Linked DNA regions of Pan troglodytes: region 1 is linked to region 2. The links are chromatin contacts, called in public HiChIP or PLAC-seq maps. All regions are on one chromosome and are shown on one strand. Each heading gives the region's core, a stretch centred on a gene start, on an enhancer-like site or on the middle of the called end of the contact. The rest is flanking DNA. Distances are from core to core; before and after follow the strand shown.

Region 1 (2,700 bases), core at 126-2,625, 98 kb before region 2:
TCATACTGCCTTTCAGTAACATGAAAAAAAATCTAAATTTCAACGTGGGGATGGGGGTAATCACTCCCACTGTTTTATTTTCAAGAAATTCTCCGCCCCACGCAACACACACACATATCTCAAGGCCCTTTTTAAGGCTATCAAATATATTGGTTTTTGGAAAAGGATAGACTTTATTTGGCAAGAATAACCAAGGTCTGCAAGATAAACTAGACCCCTAAAATGAAATGCCTTCTAAAGAGAAATAACTGTAACATAGAGGAAAGAGGGCTGGGACTAGTAATTTGAAGATCTGATCTCTCTAGAACTGCACTACACCCTACTCCATCTCTTAGACAAAACAGACCAAACCTTTTTGATATTTGATTATTTTTTGAAATTGAGAAATGGTGTGGAATCAAACTTTTCTGAAAGAGTTTGGAAATTGCCTCGATGTAGGCCTAACAAGATTTAAACCTGGGGCTGTGGAACTAAAGACCTGTCCGGAACCACAACCATTACACAAACCCCTGCCCTCAGCAGGCAAAGACACTACAGGCCCTCTTAACACAAGATCTAAGTTTCAAAGTATAGTCCGGGGACGGAGACGGGGACGGGGGTTGCGGGTGGGAGGTAACAGCCTAAAGAAACGTCGTATATATCAAAGAATGTCCATTTCTTATTTTTTAAATTAAAATCTAAACCTTTAAATGTTTGGAAGCAACGCCTCAACTAAAGAACAGTGTGGTCCAGGGTTTATGAATCCAAACTACTCTTAAAGTAAACCGAGACACTCTGCCTACAGTTTTCGGCATCAAGCGGCTCCAGCGGGCAGAGGGTTAAAAGAGGACCACATCACAGACCAGACGCCGCCCGAGGAGTGAGGGCGGGCCAGCCCCGCACTGGCTGCCGCTCCAGCGGAGGTCAGGACAGGGAGCCCCCCCCCAACTCCCACCTGCCCCCTCGCTCCCTTGGGTATACTCGAGTCTACCCAAGTCCCCGGGATCGGGCCCCTCCCCAGGTCACCGCTCCCCCACCGTCTCTCGCGGCCCCCGCCCCGCCCCGGCGCCTTCAGCTCCAGCTGCGTCCCCTCAGCCCTGGGTCTCCTTAGTTGTCAGCCCCTTCGGCCCCTCCCCTTTAGAGGCGCTCCAGTCCTCCGTCTCCTCACCGGGGTTGGCAGTAGTCGCCGCCATGGCCGCAGATGCCACCGCCGCCGCGCCACCCCCCCCCCAGTGGGAGGAGCCGCCGCCACCGAACCGGGAGGGAGGGGAAAAGAAAGGCCACTCCCCAGAAGCGGCGCCTGACCGCCGCCTCCGCTACCGCGGAATCCAAGATGGCGGCTTCAGCAGCCCCCAGCATCCCAGCCCCTGCGGCGGGGAGACCCCGCCTATATAGTAGGCGGAGTCAACACACGGCCAGCCTCCTAAGAAAAATTGACCAATGAAAATGCCAAATCGACCAAGGGCAGGGCTACTCACTGCGCCAGCCAGTCCAGTGAAGGGAGGGCGAGGAAGAAGTCCAGCTGTCTCCCTAATCTCGCCCTCCTTGCGTAAGAGGTCAATGACCGAGTAACGTCATTGAAATGCAATTAAAATGGGTATTTTAGGCTGGGCGCGGTGGCTCGCGTCTGTAATCCCAGCACTTTGGGAGGCCGAGGCGGCCGGATCAGCTGTGGTCAGGGGTTCGAAACCAGCCTGGCCAACATGGCGAAACCCCGTCTCTACTAAAAATACAAAATTAGCCGGGCGTGGTGGCGCATGCCTGTAATCCCAGCTTCTTGGGAGGCTGAGGCAGGAGAATCGCTTGAACCTGGGAGGCAGAGGTTGCAGTGAGCCGAGATAGCGCCCACTGCACGCCAGTCTGGGCAACAAGAGGTGCTAAAGAGCACCTAAACTTCACATGGTGATTTGTAATCCTTTCCAGTTTTTTTCCTCTTTTAAGGACTTTTGTCCCTGGTGAAAAAGTTAAATGACTAACTTTTGAATGCCTGCTATGGAACTGGTAGTCTAAAAGGATCCAGGTGTTAACGGTTTGGTATGGGAGATATTGCCAGCCAAAATTGGAGGCAATGGATGAAGAAAGTAATTTGAGAATGGGTAACTTCTTTGGTCAGTGACAGGGACAGAGTGAGGAGTTTTGTTTGTCTGTTTTTGAGACAGAGTCTCGCTCTGTCGCCCAGGCTGGAGTGCAGTGGCGCAATCTCGGCTCACTGCAACCTCCACCTCCCCGGTTCAAGCAATTCCCCTGCCTCAGTCTCCTGAGTAGCTGGGATTACAGGCGCACGCCACACGCCTGGCTAATGTTTTTTGTATTTTTAGTAGAGATGGAGTTTCCTGTCGCCCAGGCTGGAGTGGCAGTGGCGCAATCTCGGCTCATTGCAACCTCCACCTCCCCGGCTCAAGCAATTCCCCTGCCTCAGTCTCCTGAGTAGCTGGGATTACAGGCGCACGCCACACGCCTGGCTAATGTTTTTTGTATTTTTAGTAGAGATGGAGTTTCACGATGTTGGCCAGGCTGGTCTCGAACTCCTGCCATCAGGCAATCCGCCCGCCTCGGTCTCACAAACTGTTGGGATTACAGGCGTGAGCCACCACACCTGGCCAGTGAGGAGTTTTTAATAGGGAATCAATAAGATGATGGCTGTGCAGATTTATTTTCTTTTTTCTTTATTTTTTTCTGAGATGGAGTCTTGCTCCATCGCCCAGGCTGGAGTGCAGTGGT
Region 2 (2,700 bases), core at 127-2,626:
ACCTGCAGTCAACCCACTTGCCACGGGCCTCTAGTGATTAACAAGCTACGGCCCAGAAAGCCAGTTCCACCAGGAGCTCCCTTGCCAGCCACCCACACCTCATAACGGTATGCCTTAGCCCTACCGGGCCGGGGCAGGCGCTCTGGGCCGCTCCTTCCTGTTTCCCGTTAAGCACATGGAAGCTCTGACCTCGCCTGCGAGGTGGGCACGGTGGGCCGGTAGGAAGAAAACGGGGCAGGGCCCTCCCCTCTCCTCCCACCCAAGCCACAGGACGCGTCCAGGCCAGGGCAACCCCGCGGGCCGCTGCCAGGGTGGAGGCTCTCGCGCCAATGGTCACCAAGCTCCTCCACTCCCCAACAAAGGGAAGCCCGCGGCTCGGCCCCGTCGCCCGCAGCCCCCGCGTCCCCACCTTCCGCCCTACCTGTTGCCCGGGAAAGCTTCTCCGGCTCAGGGCGGCGCTGCCGCGGACACCGCGGCGCCAGGCCCGCCGGCCCCGGCCGCTCCCTTGAGGCGCTGCGCCCGCCTTACCCGGCGGCCGCCGCCATGAGCGCCCGCAGCGCCCCCCGCCAGCGCCGCCTCCCTCCTCGCCCCGGCCCCGCGGCCTTCCCAGCCCGACCCCTCCGTGGCCCCGCGACAAAGCGGCACCCGGGGCTCCCAACTTTTCCGCAGCCCCTTCCCACCCCCGCGCGGGGCTCGGGCGCCGGGCGGGGGCCCCGACTCACCCGGCGGCAGCGCTGGCGGGGCCGGGGCCGCTGCTCCGTGTACTCCGTCTGCTCGGGTGGCTGCTCCGAGGCCCCGAGGCCTGGCTCCCCGCGCCTCTCCTCCCTCTTCCGCCCGCCCGCCGGCCCGCGCCCGCCCTCGCCCTCCCTCCTCCGCCAGCCGCCGGCGCCGCCGCCGCCGCCCGCCGAGCCCAGTCGAGCTGAGTCCGAGCCCAGCCGGGAAAAGGCCGCGAGCAGCCCAAGGGCCGGGAGGCTGGGCGTGGACGGGAGGGGAGGGCGGGGCGGGCCTCTGCGCTGCGGCTGCCCCTTCGCCCCGGCGCGGGAGCCCAGACCCCAGCCCTCCGCTCCCGGCCCCACAGCCGCGTCCACGCCCGTCACCTTGCGCTAGAGAAGCCGCCGACGTGGGGAGGCGGGTGCGGGCTCCTTCCGCCACTTCGGTCTCTTTTCGGGGTGGGAGGTCTCCCACTGGGACCGACACAGACGCACTGGATGCCGCGGGGTCCCGGGCTCCGAGTGGCGGTGTCCCTGCCCCCTTACTCCTACCCACCCCCACCCACCCCCAACTGCTGTGCGGCCCCCGGTGCCCGCCAGGGTGGGCACATTCCCACTTCCAGCCCCACGGGGCGCGGGCGGAGGAGGGTGCAGCCCGGGGATCCTGCCCAAGTGCCTCGCGCCGAAGCTGAAAACCTCTCCAGGGCAGACCGAAGCAGCCGACCCTCGAGACCCAGTCGGAGCCTGCGATCACTCGGGCGACCCTCGCCTACCCCGCCGTAAAAGCCGCGGCCTTTCCACCTAGGTGCTACGGGACCTACCCCCGTGGCAAGGAAGAGCAAACCCGAACTTGCGCACACCCGGCGGCCCTGTCTGAAAGAGCCACCCCAACTTTTGTTTTGTAAAATGTATGAGTTTTCAAATGACACCACGTTTATCCGTATTCGATTTCGTGTTAAAAAGTGTTTTCCGGCCGGGCGCGGTGGCTCACGCCTGTAATCCCAGCACTTTGGGAGGCCGAGGCGGGCAGATCACCTGAGGTCAGGCGTTCGAGACCACCCTGGCCAACATGGTTAAACCCTGTCTCTACTAAAAATACAAAAATTAGCCGGGCACGGTGGCTCGCGCTTGTAATCCCAGCTACTCGGGAGGCTGAGCCACGAGAATCGCTTGAACCCTGGAGGTGGAGTTTGCAGTGAGCCGAGATCTCGCCACTGCACTCCAGCCTGGGCGACAGAGTGAGACTCCGTCTCAGGAAAAAAAAAAAAAAAAAGTGTTCTCCCCTTGGCCTGGCGCGGTGGCTTATGCCTGTAATCTCAGCACTTTGGGAGGCCGAGGTGGGCAGATCACTTGAGGTCAGAGTTCAAGACCAGCCTGGTCAACATAGCGAGACCCCCAACTCCTTTATAAATTAAAAAAAAAAAAAGTTTTCCCCTTGAGTCGTGTGGTAAAATTACTGTTTCAGAAGTAATTACTGTTGGAAGATGCAACATGGTTTTCCTAGAAAGCTGGTCTTAACTCCTAACGTGAACGAGTGGTGACTAAGATGTATTTGAGGGCTCCTATACAGGGAGAGCTGCAGCTTACTCCATGGAGAGGTACTTTTGTCAAATTTCTCACCTAGATGAAGTATTGCCTTTTTTATGCTGTTGCAATCAGAGCCTCTGACAGTAGCTTGTTTCCCCGTTTATCTGGTCAAGTCCTCGTAGGAAGGAGTGCAACCCCCACTAATCCAGTTGGAGGGCCCATCCCTCATCTCAGGCCCTTTCTGGAGGGTAAGGAGGTAGAGGCTGTCTGACCCAACTGTTTGTTCTGCCTCTCTTTTCAGGGGGACCCGCAGCCCTGACACACCATGGGAAAGATGAGAGTGGTGGCCCCTAACCAGCTCCCAGGGTTTCTCTAGGCTTTTCTAAGCCCCAGGCCTGCCTGATCTCCCAGTTTCCAGCAACCCCTCCAGCTGTGTTTTTCTCCTCCCTCCCTTATTAGCATA

What was found. HiChIP or PLAC-seq counts read pairs in DNA pulled down with a chosen protein or histone mark.
Region 1: a contact with region 2 is called in an H3K4me3 HiChIP or PLAC-seq map of stem cell-derived excitatory neurons, with 4 times the contacts expected there. The contact joins the promoter of ARNT here to the promoter of CERS2 in region 2. A contact is called at or near these places in 1 of 7 Hi-C or Micro-C datasets (stem cell-derived neural progenitor cells) and 1 of 1 datasets of contacts at active chromatin or transcription factors (stem cell-derived excitatory neurons).

Annotation. Positions count from the first base shown.
Region 1 is chr1:98,337,128-98,339,827 of NHGRI_mPanTro3-v2.0_pri, reverse strand. ARNT (aryl hydrocarbon receptor nuclear translocator) reads right to left here and starts at 1,375. Exons shown (of 21, transcript XM_009430835.5): 1 at 1,148-1,375. The coding sequence starts at 1,172.
Region 2 is chr1:98,238,859-98,241,558 of NHGRI_mPanTro3-v2.0_pri, reverse strand. It overlaps CERS2 (ceramide synthase 2), which reads right to left and starts at 1,376. Exons shown (of 11, transcript XM_054670785.2): 1 at 1,098-1,376.